Linked DNA regions of Mus musculus: regions 1, 2 and 4 are each linked to region 3. The links are chromatin contacts, called in public HiChIP or PLAC-seq maps. All regions are on one chromosome and are shown on one strand. The core of a region is the stretch at or near the end of the contact, and the rest is flanking DNA. Distances in the headings are between cores, read along the strand shown.

What was found. HiChIP or PLAC-seq counts read pairs in DNA pulled down with a chosen protein or histone mark.
Region 1: an H3K27ac HiChIP or PLAC-seq map of the NIH/3T3 cell line shows a contact between it and region 3, with 4 times the contacts expected there. The contact joins two enhancer-like sites. A contact is called at or near these places in 1 of 39 promoter capture datasets (the SN4741 cell line), 3 of 484 Hi-C or Micro-C datasets (the HPC-7 cell line, embryonic stem cells and reprogramming fibroblasts), 11 of 115 datasets of contacts at active chromatin or transcription factors (the 230-238 cell line, the NIH/3T3 cell line, astrocytes and 3 more) and 1 of 9 other capture datasets (embryonic stem cells).
Region 2: a contact with region 3 is called in an HNF4G HiChIP or PLAC-seq map of pancreatic cancer cells. The contact joins two enhancer-like sites. A contact is called at or near these places in 4 of 484 Hi-C or Micro-C datasets (LSK cells, liver, myocytes and 1 more), 13 of 115 datasets of contacts at active chromatin or transcription factors (T-cell acute lymphoblastic leukemia, astrocytes, cardiomyocytes and 7 more) and 1 of 9 other capture datasets (embryonic stem cells).
Region 4: a contact with region 3 is called in an H3K4me3 HiChIP or PLAC-seq map of bone marrow-derived macrophages, with 6 times the contacts expected there. The contact joins two enhancer-like sites. A contact is called at or near these places in 2 of 39 promoter capture datasets (the C10 cell line and the SN4741 cell line), 9 of 484 Hi-C or Micro-C datasets (the 63-12 cell line, B cells, LSK cells and 6 more), 15 of 115 datasets of contacts at active chromatin or transcription factors (T-cell acute lymphoblastic leukemia, Th17 cells, acute myeloid leukemia and 8 more) and 1 of 9 other capture datasets (embryonic stem cells).

The regions. Positions count from the first base shown.
Region 1 is chr16:24,332,932-24,335,902 of GRCm38.p6, reverse strand. No RefSeq gene overlaps it. Among named protein-coding and RNA genes, the nearest start is that of Gm38456, 38 kb to the right of the region's middle. Within about 2 kb of position 1,277, at least 14 of the 459 cell types and tissues checked have an H3K27ac peak or open chromatin away from gene starts, as enhancers often do. A contact at or near this core is called in the NIH/3T3 cell line, where this site is marked.
Region 2 is chr16:24,236,777-24,239,656 of GRCm38.p6, reverse strand. All of the region lies in intron 1 of Gm31814 (a long non-coding RNA gene), which reads left to right. Among named protein-coding and RNA genes, the nearest start is that of Gm31814, 25 kb to the left of the region's middle. Within about 2 kb of position 1,261, at least 143 of the 459 cell types and tissues checked have an H3K27ac peak or open chromatin away from gene starts, as enhancers often do. A contact at or near this core is called in T-cell acute lymphoblastic leukemia, astrocytes and pancreatic cancer cells, where this site is marked.
Region 3 is chr16:25,041,185-25,043,884 of GRCm38.p6, reverse strand. No RefSeq gene overlaps it. Among named protein-coding and RNA genes, the nearest start is that of A230028O05Rik, 17 kb to the left of the region's middle. Within about 2 kb of position 1,419, at least 137 of the 459 cell types and tissues checked have an H3K27ac peak or open chromatin away from gene starts, as enhancers often do. A contact at or near this core is called in the NIH/3T3 cell line, T-cell acute lymphoblastic leukemia, Th17 cells and 4 more, where this site is marked.
Region 4 is chr16:24,150,272-24,153,254 of GRCm38.p6, reverse strand. No RefSeq gene overlaps it. Among named protein-coding and RNA genes, the nearest start is that of Gm32126, 7.8 kb to the left of the region's middle. Within about 2 kb of position 1,709, at least 134 of the 459 cell types and tissues checked have an H3K27ac peak or open chromatin away from gene starts, as enhancers often do. A contact at or near this core is called in T-cell acute lymphoblastic leukemia, Th17 cells, bone marrow-derived macrophages and 2 more, where this site is marked.

The DNA of each region.
Region 1 (2,971 bases), core at 28-2,527, 710 kb after region 3:
AACTTTCTGAAAGAATATGCAGGTGAGAAGGAAGATCATATGAGACTTAAGGCTGGAGAGGCTGTCACAGGGAGCAGCCATTGCTGTCCTTCCTGCAAGGAACTAACCTGAGCACCTAGAATCATGAAAGCAGTGACTAAGCAAAGGGTAGTGTATTATGTCAAGAACTGCTTCCTGAAGCATTTTTAAAATGAGGTTAATTATCATCATAAATAGCTAGAATATTGGGGTTATGCCAGACTAATAATGTAGTTATGATAACATGCTAATAAGTTGAGAAAAATTTAGCTGATTGGTCCATAGGTTTAGTATGGAGAACTCATAGTAGGATGTCAGAGTGGGCTGGCCAACCCTAGCAAGATGGCCACCCAAGAGACTTCTGTTTTCTATGTAGTGGAAGTGAGGCCTGAGGGTCAGGCAGCTGCTCAAGGGGCCATGATTGTGCCTTCGCTGGAATCTTTCCCAGGCTCCTCGGTTTTGATTCAGTCCTATTATTTTGGAGTTGTGAGACTCAGAAAAGGTCACAAACCTTGAAGAAAGCTCATCAATGGAATAAGAGGATGGCATCTCCATCATATCCTTCACAGCATCTTAAGAGGGTCAAATTTGAAAGTGCTAACAAAATGTTCTATAGAGCACCAGCATCTCTTTCCTTGCTGGCTACAGTTGCCAGGTGACCAGCTGCATTATGGTCCCTTTGCCACAGCTCAAGCCTCTAGCTTCACGTTGCATTTTGTCCACCATGAGGAACTTTGCTTGCGCACACTCTGAGCCCAAACAAATCCTCCTGTCCTTAAGCTGCATGTGTCAAGTATTTTGTTGCAGAAATGGAGTAGGCTGTTGCTGTGACAGACCTGGTTATGTGCTTTGTAGGTCTTTGCAGAAAAATATGGAGCACATCGGAGAGGCAGGCTAGAGAAACCTTAGAATTCTGAAAACAAACTTAATCAGACATTCTGGTGGGAAGAGCAGCATATGGAGAGAGATGTGTGCAGCAGAGTCCTGGCTCATGACGGGTCAGCTGGAACAAGGACTGAGTTAGACTTTGAGCTTTTGAACAACATTAGAAATGCTATGGTTTTGAAAGCTCTTACAAATGAATTAAACACATTTCCTATTATGAGAGATCCAGGAGCTTTTGGGGAATCTAATAATTGTAGAAAGTGGGCTTTTATGTCACCTAGACTGGATTTAGATTTACCTAGAAGACATGTGTCTGCATGTGTCTAAGGGGGGATTTCCAGAGAGGGTTAACTGAGGAAGGAGTGTGGGCAGTTCCATTCCATGGACTTGGGTCACAGAATGACTAACAAGGAGAAAGAGAAAGCAGTGCTTGGCTGAGTTGTGAGCTCTGATGCTCAAGCCAAGATCTGTGTATTTAGCACATACTCGGGTTTCCACGTAAGTCCTTCATTAAAGTTTGGATAAGCTCAAACATCCCAATAGAAAACTGGTATGAAGGCTAAGAATATTTGGCAGTTATAAAAACCCAGGAGTGTCTTCATTGACCTGAAAATCCAAATTGTAGGCAGGCCTGATTCGTGTTCTCACAGCGGGAAGAATTGTTGACTTTTTCTTTTTTTTCTTTTTTTTTTTTTAACAGTTTTTAGAAGTTGTCTACTATTTTATATTTCCGTTCTAATTCCACTGTAAGCTCAAGTCACATTTACTCCTGACCTCAGACTATATACCAGGCATGAAGAAGAGTGAAGTGGGCAGAGTCTTGTGAGATAGATGAGGTGTCACACAAATAATTATCCTCCCAGGTATGCCATAGAGAGGAAAGCAGTAGCTTTTGTCTGTGTGGTAGGTGAGAGAAGTGATGTCTACCTAGGAGGCCAGGGAATGACTCATGAAGCCGCTCCCTCAGCCTTCGGAGTTTTAGGCACAGTCTCCTTGATAAGGGAATCTTCTAGATCTTAAGGACCAGGGCAGACCATTTCTTTGAAAACCTTTCGTTATGTAAACCAGATTGCAAGGCCCAAGCTCTCTGTGGCTAGGTCTAAGACTCTCAACCTCCTGGCGTCCCAGTGAATAGCCCTTAGGCAAACCCCATAGACTCTGTTTCTCATCTGGAAAATAGGAGTCATAATATTTACTTCAAGGGTAATGTTGCAATATTTAATTGATGTTTGCAAAACCTTCTGAGATCTACAGATGAAAGGCCCCTGAGAAACACCACACAGTTATTAAAGAGAAGTTAGTGCCTTTGTCAGTTCTCAACAGTAATACATTTCCTCAATATAGGCCCTCTTAGGAGACTACTGGGGTGCACTTCCAGATATGAATAGGAAGAAATATGTTTGCTTAGTTTTCTCATCCTCTCTAGTACTTCAGCATCATCCTAGACAGTTCTATCTTCTTCTTTTGTTTTGTTTTTCCATTTTTGAGGCAACAGACTTGCTTTCTTACTTACTGAGAGTTCCCTGCAGCAGGCTGTGAGTGAGGAGACATCCGTCCCTGTGTATTCAGATATCCACAGAAGACACATATCTTCTAGCAAGCTTCTCGAGTTCAGATATTCACTACTTCCTGCTTTTTGAACTAAGGTAGAAACATCATGCTCATCTGGGATACCAGTGACATCTTCATTGCTTGCAAAACACAGATCTATTGTGTTCAAAACATGGACTTTGGTACTCTTCATGTCTCCGTTCTAGAAAATTGATGGATTCTTTTGTCTGTGATTCTTTAGTCAGGAGAAGGAGACTCCATCTTGTTGATTTTGTTTCCTTCTGCTTTGGTGACTTCTTTTTTTTTTTTTTTACAAGTTAAAATCAGGCTTATTTTATTTTGCTTTTTGTGGTTCCTAGTTGGCCCAGGGCCTTGCCAGTATTAGGCAAGTGCTGTATCACTGAGATGCACTTCCAGCCCCCCTTTAACTTTTAACTGGAGACAATCTTGCTAAATTGCCAAGCTGGCCTTGAACTTGCAGTCGTCTTGCCTCAGCCTCCTGAGTTCTATCTAGGGT
Region 2 (2,880 bases), core at 12-2,511, 800 kb after region 3:
CTGTTCTTGACTTATTTCATCTTTCATTATTTAAATTTAAGTAGGTGATAGCACTTCTCTAAGTTGACTCACGACTCCCACTCTGCTCTGCCTCCTTAACCTTCCCCCGTTCTCTCTCCATGCTGGTCATTCTTGATTTCTTGACATTTTTTTCTTTTTTTGGACATTCCAATGGGTACTGTCTCAGGCCACCTGCATAGTGTTTCTGGTGCTGACTCCCATTGCCCCACATGGCCACACGTCTTCTTTGACTTTCGGGAGCTTGCTTTAACAAACACGTTTTCAAAGGCACCGTCCCTCTACAGGCCGTGTAAAGATGCTGCACACTCCTCTTCTTCTCTCTGCTCTCTGCTGATCTACACACGTGTAACCCTGCAGCTTACTCTCCTCTTGTTCATTGTCTGCACGGTAGGAAACCAGAACATAAGCTTTATGGAGGGCAGGGCTATTTGTCTATTTAGGACAGAGTCTGGCATGATAAATGGAGTAAGAGAGCAGATATGATTCTTTCTAGTGATCGACAAAATATGTACGCGTACTATTTTACTACTAGAAATTAAGTTCATTAAATATTTTATCAGTTCAATCGCCATCACTAACTATACTTGCGATAAAGGTATTAAGTGTTTTATAGATAGCCTCACTGCTCTAGATTCTGTGTCCCCTGTACTGTGTTTGAGGCACCAGATCAGGTCTGGCTTCTTGTAAACAGCTGACAGGCCAGCATTTCTCCTCCGTGTCTCTACTAGTGAAGTAGCTTGCACGCTCCCTGTGGACCTTGTGGAATTATTGGGTTAATTCGATAGCACTTCAACATGGAGTCGACTCCAAGGCAAGTCACCCATGCGTGGTTCACTGTTGCACACCAGTAAAGGACTGGACGAGTGGCTTCCAATGATGATGGAAACATCTAATGGGATAAGAGAGGCAGGTGTTGTGTGCAACTTAGTCTTCACGGGGGGACTGAGCTAAGAAAAGGATCTTAGGCAATGTGAGTGCTATTTGCGAGCGTATCAGGAGGGAACGGGAGCAGAGGCCAGCTATGTCATGGAATATTCCTTGCTTTCTTCCATTCCCCTCAAGCTCCGTGCTGGTGCGTCTCTTGCTGTGTATTATTGACAGAGGAAATGCTGATTCATGGGTCTAAGTTACAGGAAACCTTGTTTCCTGGTGAAGAAACAAGCTTGGTGGAGCTGCCAGCACCCTCCCTGCCAGTTGCTGCCACATGTCCTGCTCTGGGCCTGCACCCAGGCCGTCTGAGGAGGGGCAGGCCCCCTCAAGCTTAGCCAGTGAGATCACTTTCCCTGGCCCAGCTCCTCACCATGCCTCTCTGGGCCTTTCTGCTCTGACCTTACAATACCTTTCCAGCCCATCTCCCTTGCTTCCTGCTTGCTCCACCAGCTGAAGCCACCAATGAGCATGCCCAGCTCTCCCTGGGCACCTTGTATTTCCCACTCTGTGCCATGGCTCCTCATGTTCCCTGCCTGAACTGGCCCCTGAGCCCGTGTTGGCCCACTGAAATCCTACCTCCCCTTGAGCTCTGCACAGCTGTTCTGCTATATGAGGCCCGCTCTGCTTCCTTCTATTTATTACTATTCCTTTTAGTAGGGGTGTTTCCAAATATGTGAGCATTTGCGTACACTTACCAGCTCCAGCAGCTACCTGATTCCTCCTAAGTAGCCCCAGTTACTTTGACGGAGATTTTTGAGCTCCCTTAGCCAACTCTTGTAGTCCTACTTAACTTATGTTTCTTGAGTTGCACACAGAAGAAGGTCAGTCAGTGGCTTTACTCACCATGAAGCCAAACAGACATGGATTGAGCCAGCCAGTATTACAAGACAGTCAGTGGCAAGCTAAGATCTTTTCTTTTTTTCCTGAGAGGCCTCATTGAAAATGGTCATGTAGTTACTGTATCTAAACACAACAGATGTTCAAGTTACATTATTATCACATGTGTATAAAATAAAAAAAATTAATCTGCTAGCCAGCTGATGAATACAGGGACTTCTTAAGCTCGGCACCGAGCAATCAGCACTGGGCAGCCCTTTCTGAGGTCTGCTGTGTTCTGTTATCTGATCTCCTCCTGCTGCAGGAGATGGCTGATTTAGATGAAGAGAAAGCCATCTGATAATAAAGGCCTGTGTGAGTTAACCAAAGTTTAAAACGGTAAGTGTTATAAAATCATGTCTCTTTGGCTGTTACATGGATTAGAAAGCAGACATTCAGTAATGGAGGAATTTAACTACTCTGAAGTTACCTCTAGTTAGACAGATAGGAAGAGAAATGAAGGAAGTTTAATATGTGCACTTGGACTTTGGAAGGCTGGGAGCAAAGGCATGAAGAGACCATTGGGAAGGTAAAGCAAGAAATAGAAAGCCAGTCCTGGAAGAATGGCACACTTTCATCTGGACCGGACACAGCTCACGCCTGGACTTTGGCCTATAGTAAGGAGTCACCTGAAAGTCCAGTCTAAGGTGCTTGGACATTCCTGTGTCACAGTAGGAGGAAGAGTCTGGTCATGAGCCAAGAGCTGAAGAGTGGAGAGGGGATAGGAAGGTAGTCACCTCAGTTCCTAGATCACACAGAGGGTCTGCCACCAGTAAAGCAAGAGACCAACATGGCAGGCGGCTTGCAAGCTATGGAGGGTCTCTGGGAGTGTGACTCTCCATATCTAGCATTGTTTCAGCACAATAGGGTACCTGATGGCAGGAGTCATTGCCCCGAAAGAAGGGGAAGAGAATGGGGAGGAAGGTTAGGGAGACTGCATACGACAGTGCAGTGTGAGTCAGAGATGTGAGCAAGGATACAGCTGGAGAGACTCCTGAAACCTTTCTCCCTTCCTATGTCTTGGTTTTCTGTTATTATTCCTGTGGAGATGCT
Region 3 (2,700 bases), core at 170-2,669:
CAGACCTCTTTTATGCCAGTCTCTTTCAGAGGACAGGTATTTGGTTTTCCCTGGTTTTTGGCAACAGCCAAGAGGATCTAATTCTGACACCTGTATTCTGAGGGGGCAGCTGGACACAGCAGGGCAGATGAGAATATCTAAAATAGTTTTCTAGAACTGTATTTGTCTGTCAGCAGGGTGACAGCCATAGTCTTGGGACAGGAAAATAGAGACAGAGACAGAGAGACAGAGAGAGAGACAGAGAGACAAAGGGAGAGAAAGCGATCAGGCATAGATTTTTAAGTCTCAGAGTTTGAGATGCCCTGGAGCATTCTGGGTAAGTAGTGGTTTGGTGAGGGAGGGGGAAAAGAAAATCCATGGATCTTGTAACATTTAGGGAAAGGGAAAAGATTCAGCTCAGTGGCATGACTGGGCTTGACTAGACAGCTATAGTCTATGAGAACAAACCTGAGAGTCTCATCTGACCTCTGCTGAACTGGATGAACATCTTCGCTGCGATGCTCTTCTGACACAGAGTTTAGGAGCTCACAGTTGGAAACCACAGCTCCGTAGGGCTGTGGGATTGGCTTAGAATAGCTGTAATACAAAGACTGGAGAGCCTGAAACAGCCAAGTGCAGCCAGCCCCTCCCATCTCCACACTACTGCTTCAAACACTTGTAGACATGAAAGGCTTGTCAGGGGAATGTTAAGGGTAGCCAAAAGATGGAGATGGTAGTCTGTGTGAGAAACATGCTAGTGAAGTCCTGGGTGCTAAGCAGAGCGTTTGTGGTCAGCATAGTTGGGAACAAGTGGATAGGGATTCAGGCAGAGCTTGGCTTACAAAGCTAGGAGTAGGTGCACATCTTCATACCTGAGCCAGGCTCAGAGGCAGGTCGAGTCCTGCTAGGGTAAAGAAAAAGAAATGCATTCTCGTTTCACTTTATAGCAACAAGGAGGCAGAAGCCCAGCCCAGGAGAAATGATATGTGCAAGGAAGTGAAAGGGGACTGCTGGCTCCAAGTTTGAAGAGAAGAACCACTCCCTGGGGGTATGGAAGTTGGGCTAACAGCCAGACTGAAGGAGCTGATTTCTTGGAGCTATAAACCTAGAAATTCGAAGCACTGACTTTTTCCTTACTGAAAATGAGGTTTACTCATTGCTTAACCTAAGGTCTTTACAGAGCCCACATGGCATCCCATACAGACGACTAGAAGAAGAAGAGGAAGAGGAGGGAGAGGAGGAGGAAGAAGAAAAAGAGAGGAAGAAGGAGAAGGAGGAAGAGGAGGAGGGAGGGGAGGAGGAAGAGGAGGAGGAAGAGGAAAGCCAGGGGTCTCTAGGTGCACCAACTGGCCCCCTAGTTCCCTGTGTGACTTTAAGTGAGACTCACCACCTTCCTGAGCATCAATCATCCCATGTCTTACATGTTGGTGTTGGATCACAGCAGAGCTATGCAGCTGTGTTCCATGAAGCCAAGAGATCCAGGCAGGGAACACACAGGCTCCATCCTGGCAGATGCTCGGGGAAAGAACAAAGAAGCAGAACTTGATCCTTGATCCTCTGTAGCTTGGAGCAGTTCTGTTGTTAAGTTTAGTATGTTGGGTTTCCCTATAAGATTTTATTTGAAAGTCACAATAAGAGAGGAAATCAAAAAGAAAGGGAGCCAAGGAGAGCGTGAGGCTGGATGGTCTCCAGCCTGTTGCAGGCTGGCTGCTGTTTTCTGACTCACCCCAGTGTTCTGCCCACACTTTCAAGAACCACTTCCCTTCCTCTCTGCCACCATCTCAGGGAAGAATCCATAGCGTACGTAAGCCCAGAAAAAAGCCACTGCTTAGATCTCATTTCCCAGCTCTGAAGAGTGCTGGCTCACAGAGAAGAAAATTGGGGGATTTTGTGGGCTGAGTGGGAGGAGACCTGAGGCCCAGGGCTGTAAATCAGGCTTGGAGGTTTGGATTCCCAGCAGCCTGACCTTCAGACACCCTTCCCTCCTCCGGATACCTTCATGCTCACACTCAGGCACAGGGAAGCATGCCCAGCTTCACACTGCCCCTGGAAGCAGGGCCCACTTGGAAGAGCTGTTTTGATTTTTCAGGAAAAATTGCTCATAGCCAAACTTCCCTCCCCAAGACCAACACAGGCAGGGATTTCCTACGTGCTTGAACAAGGAATATTCTGGAAGTCTGTTGGCCACCGTCTGGCCAAAAAAAAAAAAAAAAAAAAAAAAAAAATTAAAACACAACAATAATAATACAAAAAACCCCACATAGCTAACATACCCACCTGAGGTAGAGTATCATATATAATTTTATTTTTGTTCCCTAAATAAGCCCTTCTGCTGCCAGTCTCAGTACATCTCAGATAGGCCTACTTGCCCATTGCCGACTCCACATGGCATGTCTCTCAGTTCCCCAATCCACAAATCCAGGAATTTCACAAGCTTGGGAAGTTGGCACACCAGAGAAACTGATTTCTTTTGCCCTTGCACAATTCCCCTGTCGATAGAGTGCGTCTTTCTGACAGGAAAGAGTTGGCTGAAACTACTAAACCTGTGTGGGGTGCTGGTGTGGGAGTCAAGGGTGCAAGTCCCTGGTCTTCCCTCTCTGTGGTCACCAGCGAGTCGCTTCCTCCTTCTAGGCCTGCTTAAAGACAAGGCTCCTCCATTCAGGTAGTTTGTATGCATAGCTTTCCTTGACCAAGTCTCAGCTGAAGGCAATGTGGAATACC
Region 4 (2,983 bases), core at 460-2,959, 890 kb after region 3:
GAACAGAATGGCAATAGGTAGATTGAAACTTGGACAAGCTCATCTCTCTTCTCCCACTGTAAGAGAACCATGGGATTCTGCTCTCCAAAAAAAGAAAAAGAAAAAAAGAAAAGATAGTAAAGAACCAAGACAATCCAAGGCACTGTCCTAATTCCTAAGTTCAGATAATATGTGTAAGTCTTTGCTTTCAAATGGACTGTGGGAACTTTTATAAAACCACAGTTCCCTTGGCTGCTGTGTTAGGACCTAGTCTATCACATGTATAGTCAGTGTATAGTCAGTATCACTCAGCTTCAGGTGGGACTGGGCTTGAAGGACCACACTGCATGGCCTAGCATGTGAAACACCAGCAGAGGGTAGGGTTGGGGATTTGTAGGGCTGGGGTGGTCATAAAACCTTTGTCAGAATTTGTCCTGCTCCCTTGAGAGACCAATGGGATCATCAAGGATGTCTCTACTGCCCATCGTAATAACACTACAGGATGCTTATCTTTCATGGTCTAGGACCAAGTTGGAGGACTAATATATATCTGTAGTCCCCTCTCTCGTAGACCTATGAAGTCTTATTGATAATGGTGCTTTCCTCTTACTTATTTTACCATGGAAGTCAGGTGGCTGTTTTTGCCTAACAGTACTGCCATCCTGGGCACTCAGGCTGCAGAGCAAATACTTTGAATTCAGCAGTTACTCATGCACAGAGTGCTGGAAATGCAAGCAGCACTAAATTTAATAGCATTTCTTCATCTTTAGAGTAATGAAAACTGAGGCCTAGAGGGGTTGTGTAAATGTAATTATCCATTAGCCATTAACCTTGACCTGCATGATCTTAAGACTTAAAAGGTCAACAGATGTCTAGAGCTTTAGATTGTGGGCTACAGTGCACTAAAGAATTATACATAAGGTTTGATGGAAGTTACCGGAAGACTGGACTTGGGAACCATATCACTGAGGTGTAGATTTCTCACTGTTACTGCGCAGGCCCATCTTTCCACTCTCAGTAGCTCTGGGTCCTGTCATCTCTAAAGTGTGGAGGGTAAGGCTTGTATGACTGATCTCAGAAGTTCTGGTAAGCATCAGGAGAGAGAAAGGATGTGAAAGTTGTTTGTACTTGCTATGTAAGTGCAGGAATCCTTCTTCCTGCTAACAGGTTGATGCTGCAGGCAGAGCTCAGAGGATGTGTCTGTTTTCAGTGGCCTCTCTCCTCCTGAGGGTACTTTGCATGAATCTGTCCGCAGCGTTCATCTTTTAACCGCTGTCACGAGCTAACAAGGTGTCAGTCACTCTCACCGAGCCACTTATCGTATGGCATGGGATAACCGAACCTACAGCCACACTCACAAAGAGCTGAGGTGACCACTGAGGGAAGAGGGAAGTTCTGAGCTTAGCCATGCTCTCAAGAGATATTTAGATATTTGACTCATTATTATATATATATATCCAACACACCTTCCACAGTCTGTGCTGTTTACACTGAAAGCGAAAAAGTTGAAAGGGAAGAATCCTGCAATAACACAGCAAAAGAAACGGGGGCGTGAGGGGAGACAAGGACAGGGCTGATGAAGCCTCGGCATCTTATCTCTGGACTATAATTGACGATCTGAATGTTAGTATGAGATCTAAAGTGAAATGAATCGGTGGTTTCAGTTCCGGATATGGTATGCAAAGAAAAAAAAAAAAAAAAAACCTTGCTCTTTGAAATTCAGCACTTCCTTGTCTGTGCTTCAGGAAGCCACACGCCTGGTGTTGAGTGTGGAAACTGACTCATATCTGGCCCTTTGAGATTAGCCTCTCCAGCCCCCCCCCCCCCAGACTGTGGGCAGGATCTGGGGCCTAATGGGAAACCAGAATGGGGTCTGGCCTAATCTGGATCAGACACAACATCATTGGTACACATGCCTTTCAAGGTCCTTCCACATGGTTCTAGAGGCAGTGGCTCTTCTGGGCCATCCCCAGAGCATTGACGGTGCACTTGGCAGTGGGTAAGTGACCTGAGATGGAAGGAAACAGAATCACAAATGCAGTGCCTCCCAGCACTGTACTGTCATGTTAAAGGAAACCAGAGAACTGAGCCACTTGGTGGAAGTGCCTGGCCCTGAGATCTTATCATGTGCCTTCCCACCAAAAAGCCTCAACAATTAACAGCCATTTTCCCCTTTGACTGTCCCAACAAGCTTCTGTATGATAGTTAGGGGTTAGGGACAGGGAGAAGTAATTTGCACTTATTTAGAGTTTATTGAGAAGGAAGAAGCTTATCAGAGACTATAGCATGAAACCCTGGGCAGGTGGCAGGGAGCTCGGGTCTCCTGCACTCAGCCATAAGTGGTTTCCAGGCATTTTACAGACCGTCTCAAGACGGGAAAGGCCCACTAAAACAGCATATCTGTTTGGTTCTAGTTTTCATGTTCAAAAATATCTTGCCCAGGAGGAGGGTGAAGGTGCTGGCTTAAAAGAGAAGTCAATGGGAGACAGAGTGCAGAGAGAAAGAACCAACAGAACCCAGCTCAGCAGTAGAAGGTCCAAGGTCCTTTTTGACCTTTGGCTAGACACTTAATCTCTCTGACCTTCCCTGACCCCATCAGTACAGTGCAATTGCTACTTACAAAATGAGATCATGCATGGGGAAGTATTTGTTTTATGGATGGAAAGCGCCATGCAAAGATTCATCATTAGTCTTTTGAATATTAATGGTTAACCTGTGTTGCAAATGAAGGTATAGCCACCACCCCAGAATGAGGACTGATCTTCCCACCTTTCTTTCCTAAGACAGATCAGTCTGCACTTTTTTTTTTTTTTTTTTTTTACCTACATGCTCCTTACTTCCAAAATGGGTATCCTGATCAGAAAAGCAGAGTGAGAAGATTAAGACCTTGTCCCGGAAGATGAGAAGAGTTAGAAGAAGAAAATCCACAATAAGAATAATTTTAATGAGGCACGTAGCATGTGTTTGAGATCCTTGGCAGCTCAAACAAAAGAAATGGGGGACG